Linked DNA regions of Callithrix jacchus: region 1 is linked to region 2. The links are chromatin contacts, called in public Hi-C maps. All regions are on one chromosome and are shown on one strand. The core of a region is the stretch at or near the end of the contact, and the rest is flanking DNA. Distances in the headings are between cores, read along the strand shown. Region 1 has its middle 90 kb from the start of IFITM10. Region 2 holds the start of INS (insulin).

Region 1 (5,030 bases), core at 504-3,003, 520 kb after region 2:
GATGGGGTTTCACCATGTTGGCCAGGCTGGTCTCAAACTCCGGACCTCAGGTGATCTGCCCGCCCCAGCCTCCCAAAGTGCTGGGATGACAGGCGGGAGCCACTGCTCCCAGCCCTATTGAAACATTTCTCAAGGTTCTCAGGCATTTGTCAGCAGTGAGCCCAGAACGCAGCAGCACCCACCTCACCACCAGGACACCCTACTCAGGCAGGCTGCAATTTTTTTTCTTTTTTTTTTTTTTTAACAGAAGGAGTCTCGCTGCTCTGTCACCCAGGCTGGAGTGCAGTGGCACGATCTTGGCTCACTGCAAACTCTACCTCCTAGGTTCAAGCGATTCTCCTGGCTCAGCCTCCCGAGTAGCTGGGACTACAGACACCTATCACCACACCTGCACCTGGCTAATTTTGTATTTTTGGTAGACATGAGGTATCACCATCTTGGCCAGGCTGGTCTCGAACTCCTGACCTCAGGTGATCCACCCGCCTCAGCCTCCCAAAGTGCTGGGATTACAGGTGTGAGCCACGGTGCCTGGCCAAGCTGCAATTTTCCTATGTGGCTTGTGTTACTCTGTGGTCCTCCTGCCATTGCTAGAACCAGAATAGATGATGGGGGTGATGGGGACCCCCTTCGTTCTCATTTTAATGACAGTGGCTGGCACTTCACACTTTAAGGCTGTGTCCGCACAGGCTCCTGAGGACATGAGCGAACTCTTCTGTGCGAGCAATTTCTTCCCGTCTCTGTTTGGCGTCGGCTTTGTCCTGAGTGGCTTCTGAGTTTCCACGAGCGCTTCTTGGGCACCTGTAGAGAAGGTTTGCTATTTTATCTGGTCTTCTGGCAACTTCTTTGGGGGAAAATCACGTCACGTGTGAGTCTGTGTGGCATGCAGGAGTTTTCTTCCACCACTGAAGGCAAAGAGGCCTGGTCCCCCGTCCCCCAGTGGCAGAAGGCAGGCGAGCACAGCAGCCAGCCCCACCTTGACCGTCAGTTCCTGCTCAGCATCTCATATGTGCAGGAGCCGGGACTCTGGACAGGGCTGCTGCCAGGACACCATCCGAGCGGGTGTCAGGCATCTTCCCTGCCTTCCCCAGACAGCTGGGTCTCACTGTGCCTAAACCATCCAGGGCCTGTGGACGCTGACCCATGGGGAGAAGGACACTGTGCTCCCCTCTGCCCGCCGCCAGTCAAGGTGGCAGTGTGTGGACATATGACTGAGTGGATTTCCATGTAAACCGCTGAGGGCTGACCCCATGTGGACTCCATAGCCAGCCTGCAGCTGTCCCCTCGGGCACTGGACAAAATGTCCAGACAAACGTCCTCGGCGACTGCAAACCTCCGTGTTGGCTGCAAAGACCCGGAGCAAGGAGCAGCCAGGTGGGTCCTGTCAGTTCATCCTGAGAGGCACATGAGAAGGGACACCTGATCCAGACTCCCAGGAGCCACCCTGCACCAGGAACTGAGGGTCCAGGGGCTTCCGACCCACCCGTCACACCCCCAGGTCTCACAGCACAGTCGGCCCTCGCCTGGGGTCACCTCGGAACTGCGGCCGCCGCCGCTCAGGGCAGTTGGCTGGCTGGAGCAAACTGCAGCGGTGCCTGGCTGAGATCGAGGCAGTGTTTGTCCCTATCCAAACAGACGGAACGTTAGGATGAGGCTGTCAGGGACCCTGCCTGGGGGAGCCGACCCCTTCTGGCGCTGCCTCGGGCTGCACTGCCTTGCCCGGCGCCCTGCTGGTCCAGCACTGGGAGCCTTTGCACCCATCAGCCCTGGAAAGACACGCATCGGGCAGCTGGGATAGAGCCGGTAGCGTCCCAGAGGGTGCCGCCCCGGGCATGTCCTGGCAGTCCTCTACACAGATGCCCACGCCACTCAGAGAGGGGGGCCATGACTGCCGCCCTGCTTGGGGAAAGAGGGACCCCAGCAACACCTCATTCTGTGGTTGGGACGCATTTCCCAGGAGACCCAAGCGGCTGTCTGACCTCGGGGAGGCCCAGGCAAGGGCGGCTCTCCCATGGACCCCGCCTGCGGTGCCAGCGATGGCCCCGTAGGGCCCTGTGCTCTAGATGGCCTGGCAGCTCAGCTTCCACAGGGAGCTTCAGGAAGCCCCGGAGATGGGCCCAGGGCCCTGGAGCCCAGCCAGGCCTTCTCCATCAAGGAACTTCTTCCATCGGCTGCAAACAATCTCTATTTTCTCCTAAACTTTGGGAAATCAGCTCCTGAGTACGTGACACCAGCTGGCAGGAGGCTCGCCCCACGGGTGCAGCAGACCCAAAGGGCCTCGGGCTCCAGGGGGCTCCTGACGCAGGAGGAAGAACGTGACAAGGAAGCAGGCCTGCGCTCCCCAAGACACAAGGGGATGGGAACGGGAACAGAGGCGCACGCAGGCCACGGCCCCCACCCCCTGCCTGTCTGCGGACAGCTGCATCCGCCCGGATAGCCCAGGCCCCGTGGCCACAGGGAGCCCTGAAATCACAAGGCTGCAATCTTCATTGGTGTTTCCTCAGAAACAACCCCGAGCCAAAGGCTGGAGGGCAAAGCTCACAGGGAGGGGGGATTCGGGGAAGTGCGGGGAGGAGGGAGGAGGAAGCCGAGGAGGCCTCTGCGGGGGCTGCTGCGGGGAACCCTCTGCGAGGCCACAGGGGCTGTCCTCAGTTCTTTCTCCTTCCTTAGTACAGACTGTCCCTAGAAGGGCGTTAGCTTCCCTGCCCTCCAGCTTTCCCTGCGGGCTGGACCCCGGGCCGGTGTCTGCAGGTGACTTCTGGGTGGGTGAGGTTGTGCGCACAGGCCCAGCTGTGTCACCACAGTCACTGTGCATCCATCACAAGCTGAGCCGGTGTGAAGCCCTCAGAGTCCCCTCAAGTAGCGGCTCAGGGGCTGAGCTCCAACCGCCACACTGGCGGCCATTTCTGAGTCTTTCATTCCCATTATACAGATGAGAGAGGCAGGGTGAGGGGGAAGAGAAAGAGGGAAAGAAAGGGAGGGGGGGAAAGAGAGAGAGCAGGAGTCAGGGAGAAGGGAGAGAGAGCAAGAGAGACGGGGCAGAGAAACAAAGGCAGAGACAGAGACGGAGACAGAGACAGAGACAGAGATAGAGAGAGACAGAGATGATGAAGACAGAGACAGAGAAAGAGACAGAGACAGAGATGAAGACAGAGACAGAGACAGAGAAAGAGATGAGACAGAGACAGAGAAAGAGACAGAGACAGAGATGAAGACAGAGACAGAGACAGAGAAAGAGATGAGACAGAGACAGAGATGAAGACAGAGACAGAGACAGAGATGAAGACAGAGACAGAGACAGAGAAAGAGATGAGACAGAGACATAGATGAAGACAGAGACAGAGACAGAGAAAGAGACAGAGACAGAGACAGACACAGAGAAAGAGACAGAGACAGAGACGAACATAGAGACAGAGACAGAGATGAGACAGAGACAGAGACAAGACAGAGACAGAGACAGAGATGAGACAGAGACAGAGACGAGACAGAGACAGGGAGCGTGGGTGATGAGTCGGGAGCAGCCTCTGGGCGAGAATCCCTGCAGCCGGCAGGGTCGGAAGGGCTGAAAGCCTGCTTGTTTGGGGCTATTTTTAAAAACAATTGAATTTATAAAAATCTCAGTTTGGTGCCTGTAGGCTCTTGAACTAATGCACTCAGCCTGCAGGGAAGAAAGAAGGGACTCGGGGGCCAGCCCCAGAGGCCGCCTCTGGCTTTTTCAGGTGATGACCACTCACCCGTGCCCTGGCCACTCAGGGGAGCCGGGCCACACCGGGTGAAAGCAGGGGCCGCCGGAAGAGACAGGCGGCCTCCTTAGAGGCTGAAATCACCCCCAGGCCCGTTTGGGCTCCAGGGGCCTCTGGGCCCACAGGCACGTGTGGGTGCTGCGGCGTGAGCCGGGCAGGGAGTGGACAGCAGGCCCACGCCGCTGGGGGTGGCAGAGAATCGTTTCCTTTATTTGATTCTCACGCACTGACTTCTTTGCTTCCATCAGGGAAGCCCCAAGCCCTGAGCTTGCCCCATTCTCTGAGCAGAGGCAGACCCGGCAGCCAAGCCCGTGTTGTCCGGAGGCCCCGTGTCCCCAGCTCCGGCTCCCAGGCCTCAGGATGAACACAGAGCAAGGAGCCCGGCAGGGAAGGGCTGTCCGAGCCACCAGGGCACCCAGTGTGGGTCCAGATGCCTCCACTGTGCCCTTCAGGGGCAGGCGGGGACACCGGGCCCAGAGAATCAGAACAGGCCAGGCTCACCTGCTTCCATGCCTAGGGCATGCAGGCTGGTGTCTGGGAGGTCCAGGTCCGGCGGTGGCCAACCCCCCGGGTCCCAGCATTGAAGGGAAGGGTCAGGCATGGGGCACCCTGACTCCCATGGTCTGCGCGTGTGCCTCCTGGGGCAGGGAGGTCCTGGAAAAAGGGGATGGGCACGGGGCACCCGGACCCCCTCGGTATTTGCGTGTGCCTCAGGGGGCAGGGAGGTCCTGGAAGGAGGGGACGGGCACGGGGCACCTGGACCCCCTCGGTATTTGCGTGTGCCTCAGGGGGCAGGGGGCCCTGGAGGGCAGTTTCAGAGACCAGCCTGTGGGTCCTTCGCACTGAATGCCAGGGTTGAACTCACAGGAAGAAAGCTGGGTCTTCCCCGGGCTCCCTGCTTTAAAGGGCAGCCCCAGGCACCTGCCAAAGGAGAGCTTTATCCCTCCGGGGAAAACCAGGCTGCACCCCGGAAAGCACGCCGCCCCTCCGGCTCCCTCCACCCGGCTGACCCTCCAGGGCGTCCAGGCAGCCCAGGGCCTCGGGGTCCCCCGCGGAGCCGCGTTCCTTTCGCTATGCAACAGTGCCACCTGGCGGCCAGCGCCCGCAACTGCAGCCTTGGAAGGGCGCGCGTGGAAATGTTGATTTTTAAGAAAATAAATCGCTGAGCCAAAATAAAGGTGCCCGCATCGAATTCGACAGTGAAGAGTGACGCTCCTGACCCCGCGCTTTGGAAAGCAACTCAGGGGCGCCGACGCCAACAGAAACGTGGCCAGCGCGGTTCCTGAGTGG
Region 2 (5,099 bases), core at 876-3,375:
CCCATCCACTGTCACAATAAAAGAAAGTGTGCCTCTGCCTGCCTGGCCCCGTGTCTGTGCCGCAAAGACAGACCCTGGGAGCCCCAGGCTCCCTCGCCCCCACCCTAGCCTCACTCAGAGGTTTCGCCCTGGCCTCCTTCCTCCTCTGGGAGATGGCTGATCATCCTGGCTAGGCAGCAGGCCCCTCTGGGGCCAGTTTCCCCATTCACCCTGAGGCCCCGCCCAGCTCTGAGCCCCTCGGGCACCCTGGCTGAGCTGCCCCATCTCCTTGGGTGCCCTCCCGAGGTAGGGAGCCAGGTGACAGTGGGAGGGTCTCTCTCAGGCCTGGCAGGGAGCAGGGGTCACAACTGTGCTGGCTGGGGGTGGCCTCAGAGGGGGGCCTGCCGGCCTAGCACCCCCTGCTGATGGGGCTCCCAGCCCTTGAGAGGACCGGGGAGAGGGACAGATGCTCCAATGTCCCACCCACCTGGAGCAGGACCTGCGATCTGAGGGGGGTCTCAGCATGGCCCCCAGAACGTGTGCTGATGGGATAGTCCAGCTGAGCTGGTGGCTGAGCAGATGCCCTGGGCCTGTCTCCCCAGGAGGCTGCTGTGAGAGGGAGATGTCCTCCAGAGAGAGCACCCAGCACCCTCCAGGCCTGGCCAGCCGGGTGCCGCTTCCTATCTTAGAGAGAGCAACCCCAGGCATCCTGCAGGGTGGGCCAGGACACCAGCTGGCCTTCAATGCCCCTCCCTCCCTCCAGCTGCCCCACCACACTCTGCTGGGGTCCTGGAGCTCGCAGGCTGACAACCGTGGCAAACTCCTACTCATCCGTCAAGGCCCTCCCGGGCACAGCAGTCCTTCCCAGCCTGGCAGTCTGTTCCTCACACACCGTGTCGGAGCCCAGCCCCTGCAGGCACCTAGAGGCTGCAACTAGGAGTGTCTCTGAAGGGCTGTGAGCCCCAAGGAAGCCCTGGGGAAGAGCTTGTGCCTACCTCGCTGCCCCTGACCCTACCAGCCCCTGGCTCTGCTCTCCCACCTGAGCACCCCCATCCAGGCTCTCTCCCTACACACTTGTCTTGCCCCACTGCAGGGCCTCAGAGCATGGTGGCATCCTGGGGCAGTCATCACAGGTCCTGCTACAGCACGGCTCAGGGTGGAAGGGGTGGAAGGGAGGGACCCACAGTCAGCTGGTGCCCACTACCAAACTGGATAGGCAGGAGATGCTAAGGCTGGGAGAGCTCGGGGTGGCCCCCAGGGGCTCTGAAGTTGAGGCCAGGCTGGGGCACAGGGATGAGAGGGTTCGGGGCACACAATGCCCCAACCTGCCTGCGCCATGATCTTGCCCTCTTGCTGCTGGGACCTCCTGATCCTGCCCCTGGCGCTCAAAGGTGGTTAGGGGCTGCGGGCAATGAGGCTCGGAGCCCTTGCACTCCCGATGGGTCCAGCTGACCTCCAGTTGCCTCCCCAGGGCTCAGCCCAGATGACACTGTGGGGGTGATGGGATCGTGGGGCCTGGCCAGGAGAGGAGCAATGGGCAGGGGCTCCTGGAAGAGGAGTGGGGGCCAGGAAGGTGCCTATGGGGCCAGGACGGTGCTTCCCACACCTGCCCATGGAGCCCTGCAGCCACCACAGATCACAGGGAAGATGAGGTCCAGGCAGCCTGCTGGGGACCCGCTGCTCGTCCCTGGGTCCCTGGGTCCTGCCCTCCTGCCACCCAGGGGAACTGAGGGCCTCAGCTGGGGCTGCTGTCCTGGGGTGGGGTGGGAACTGGGCAGCCAGCAGGAAGGGGGCCTTCTCGCTCCCCCACCCCGCAACCTCTGCCCACCCATGGGGGCATCTCAGGCAACCAGAGATGGAGGGCAGGAGTCTGGGGACAGCAACATGAAGAACCCCGCCCTGCAGCCTCCTGCTCTCCTGGTCTAATGTGGAAAGTGGCCCAGATGAGGGCTGTGCTCTCCGGGAGACATTTACCCCCAGCTGCGAGCAGGCACAGGTCTGGCCACGAGGACCCTGGTTAAGAATCTAATGACCCCCTCCCTGGCCCTGAGGACCAGGGAGATATTCCCGCCGACCCAGCAGCCGGGAAATGATCTGGAAGGTACAGCCTCAGCCCCCAGCCATCTGCCAGCCCTGCACCCCAGGCCCTAATGGGCCAGGCGGCAGGGTTGGCACGTAGGGAAGATGGGCTGTGGGCCTATAAAGCCAGCGGGGACCCAGCAGCCTTCAGCCCTCCGGGACCAGCTGCATCGCAGGAGACCAGCCAGCAGGTGTGTTCCAAGGGCCTTTGAGCCAGCCTGGGCCCAGGGCTGCCCCACTTGGGGGTTGCAGAGCAGTTGGACCCCAGGCCCCAGCTCTGCAGTGGGAGGGCATGGCTGGGCTCTGAAGCATTTGGGTGAGCCCAGGGGCCCCAGGGCAGGGCACCTGACCTTCAGCCGGCCTCAGCCCTGCCTGTCTCCCAGGCCGCTGTGCTTCCACCATGGCCCCGTGGATGCCCCTCCTGCCCCTGCTGGCACTGCTGGCCCTCTGGGGACCCGAGCCAGCCCCGGCGTTTGTGAACCAGCACCTGTGCGGCCCCCACCTGGTGGAAGCCCTCTACCTGGTGTGCGGCGAGCGAGGTTTCTTCTACGCACCCAAGACCCGCCGGGAGGCGGAGGACCTGCAGGGTGAGCCCCACCGCCCCTCACTCCCCCCACCACCCCCAGCCACCCTTGCTCCTGCTGCTCCCACCCAGCCTGGGCAACAGGTGGACTTTTTAAAAAGAGATGAAGTTCTCTTGGTCACATCCTAAAACGTGACCAGCTCCCTGCGGCCCCAGCAGAAACTCAGCCTGAGGACGGTATTGGCTTCGGCAGCTGAGCTCCGAGATACCTAAGAGGGCGGGCAGGGCAGATTCCTCCCTTCATGTGCCCCTCAAGCAAGTGCCCCGCAGCCCACTTCTCCACCCTCACCCGAAAACTGCAGCTTCCAGTGTTTTGTTGAGTACATCAAGTCCTGGGTGACCTGGGGTCACAGGGTCACAAACGCCCCATGGCACCTGAGGAGGACATGGCTGCTGGCCACAGTGTCCCTGGGCTTCACGACAGCTCCAAAGTCAGGAAATGAGGCAGGCGCTGGGGACAGGCCCTGGGAAGACGTACCGGGGGTACCTGTTCAGCCTCCCGCCATGGCACCACCCAGCGCATTGAAGCCCTCTATGTCCACATCTGGTGTGAGCCACCCTTCCTCCACCTGGGCCCAGCTTGGCTGGAGAGGGGTGGGAGCGTGACCTGGGGCTGGTGGGCAGGCGGGCATCGTCTCTCCCTGACTGTGCCATCCTGTGTCCTCTTCCTCACTGCTGTTCTGGACCTGCTCTGTGTGGCTCGCCCTGGCAGTGGGGCAGGTAGAGCTGGGTGGGGGCTCTATCACGGGCAGCCTGCCGGCCTTGGAGGGTCCCCTGCAGAAGCGTGGCGTCGTGGATCAGTGCTGCACCAGCATCTGCTCCCTCTACCAGCTGCAGAACTACTGCAACTAGACTGGGCCCACAGGCCACCCCGTGCCCACTGCCACCTGCACCAGCACCTGCTCCCTCTGCCAGCTGGAGAACCGCAGCTAGTCGCGGCCCGCAGGCAGGCTCAAATGCGGCCTGCACCCTCTGCACCTGCACCACGAGTGATGGAATAAAGCCTCGAACCAGCTCTGCTGTGCTGTCTGTGTGTTTTCGGGGCCCTGGGCCAGGCCCCGCTTCCTGGCACTGTTATGAGCCCCTCCTAGCTCTCTAGACACTCTCTAGATGCCCATAGGTGCCCTCACTGGCCAGGCCCCCCAAAGTGGTGGTGCCTGTTGGCTGCCTCTTTGCTACTCCCGCGCTGGGGCTCAGGGTCCAGTTTCAGAGTTGGGGGGGGTCTCTTGAGAGGCCGGGTGGCGGGGCCACTGGGAAATGACTTCTTGCTCAGTAGCTCTGGGCTCTTGGAGTCCCCAGAGACCTTGTTGAGGAAAGGGGATGAGAAGATTCCAGCATTTCCCCCACCTAGCCCTCCCAGGTTCCATTTTTACAGCTATTTCTGATGGAGTCCCTGTGGAAGAAGGAGGCTGGGCTGCTGGAGCGGGTCCTGCAGGCGGGGGCTGGGAAGTGGGGGGAGGATGCCGAGTGGTACCTACTATCCCCAGCTCCAGGCAGTCCCGGAGCAGTCACACACCCTGGCCTTGAGGCCCAAACTGGCAGCGGTCTGCAGCCACAGCCCATAACATCCAGGCCCAGACACCTGGGGGCCCCACTCGTGCCTTGGAGGGAGCAGGGAAGGTCAGATGGGAGCATGAGCTGGGGCAGGTGTGAGGACGGTGGAAGCAGTGGGCAGGGCCTTGGAACCCACACCTTGGGCACCCTGGCTGGAAGCCCAGAGGACTGCAGCCCAGGAGGACAGGGAACCGCCAAGGCCACCAGGGCAGAGACCAGGGCCAGGGTCCCCCTGCAGCCCCTCTGCCGTCACCCTCCCCATAAGTAGGGCCACATGGCCAGCTTCGTATCTACAGACCTGCCACTCATCTGGAAGGACGCACGAGCCCTGGTGATGACGTCACGCTGGGCTGCAGGTCTTTGGGGGTCCTGACATAAATCCTCCTCTTCAGCACCTCTGGGCACAGGGTGGCTCCACTGGGCACCCAGCCTGGTGGGCAGATGAAAGCCCAGGGGCTGCCTGGGCTTACTGTGGCCCGGGAGGTCAGCGGGTGACCCTAAACACCCTGTGGCCGGGCCAGCCTGCGCGCCACCCAGGCCAAACCAATCTGGACCTTTCCTGAGAGCTCCACCCAGGACTGGGCCGGGGACGGCTGGGCCTGGGGCTGATATGGCCTGGGGCTGCAGAACACTGCCACCTTAGGCTTCAGGCCAGGCACTCACCCTCCAGCTGGGGGCCTGGCCATTGGGGTAGCCCTGTCCCTGAAGCTCTGAGCTCGCCCCTTCCCCATGACCATATCAGCTCCCCCTCTGCCCAGAGCTGTCACAGCCCCCATCTAGCCCCACCCCCAGAGCGGGGGCCAAGACTAGGCAGGCGGGTGGCTGGCCGGACACTGGCCCCGGAAGAGGAGGGAGGCGGTGGCTGGAATCAGTGGCAGCTGTCCATGGGAACACCCGGCCGGCC

What was found. A called contact is a pair of places that touch in the nucleus more often than the background predicts.
Region 1: a contact with region 2 is called in a Hi-C map of induced pluripotent stem cells, with 5 times the contacts expected there. The contact joins the enhancer-like site here to the promoter of INS in region 2. A contact is called at or near these places in 2 of 3 Hi-C or Micro-C datasets (induced pluripotent stem cells and skeletal muscle).

Annotation. Positions count from the first base shown.
Region 1 is chr10:130,229,923-130,234,952 of calJac240_pri, forward strand. No RefSeq gene overlaps it. Among named protein-coding and RNA genes, the nearest start is that of IFITM10, 90 kb to the left of the region's middle. Within about 2 kb of position 1,754, at least 2 of the 16 cell types and tissues checked have an H3K27ac peak or open chromatin away from gene starts, as enhancers often do.
Region 2 is chr10:129,709,690-129,714,788 of calJac240_pri, forward strand. INS (insulin) reads left to right here and starts at 2,126. Exons shown (of 3, transcript XM_035263736.3): 1 at 2,126-2,249; 2 at 2,425-2,645; 3 at 3,354-3,656. The coding sequence starts at 2,164. The coding sequence ends at 3,493. TH (tyrosine hydroxylase) reads left to right here. Exons shown (of 12, transcript XM_078341769.1): 12 at 1-37.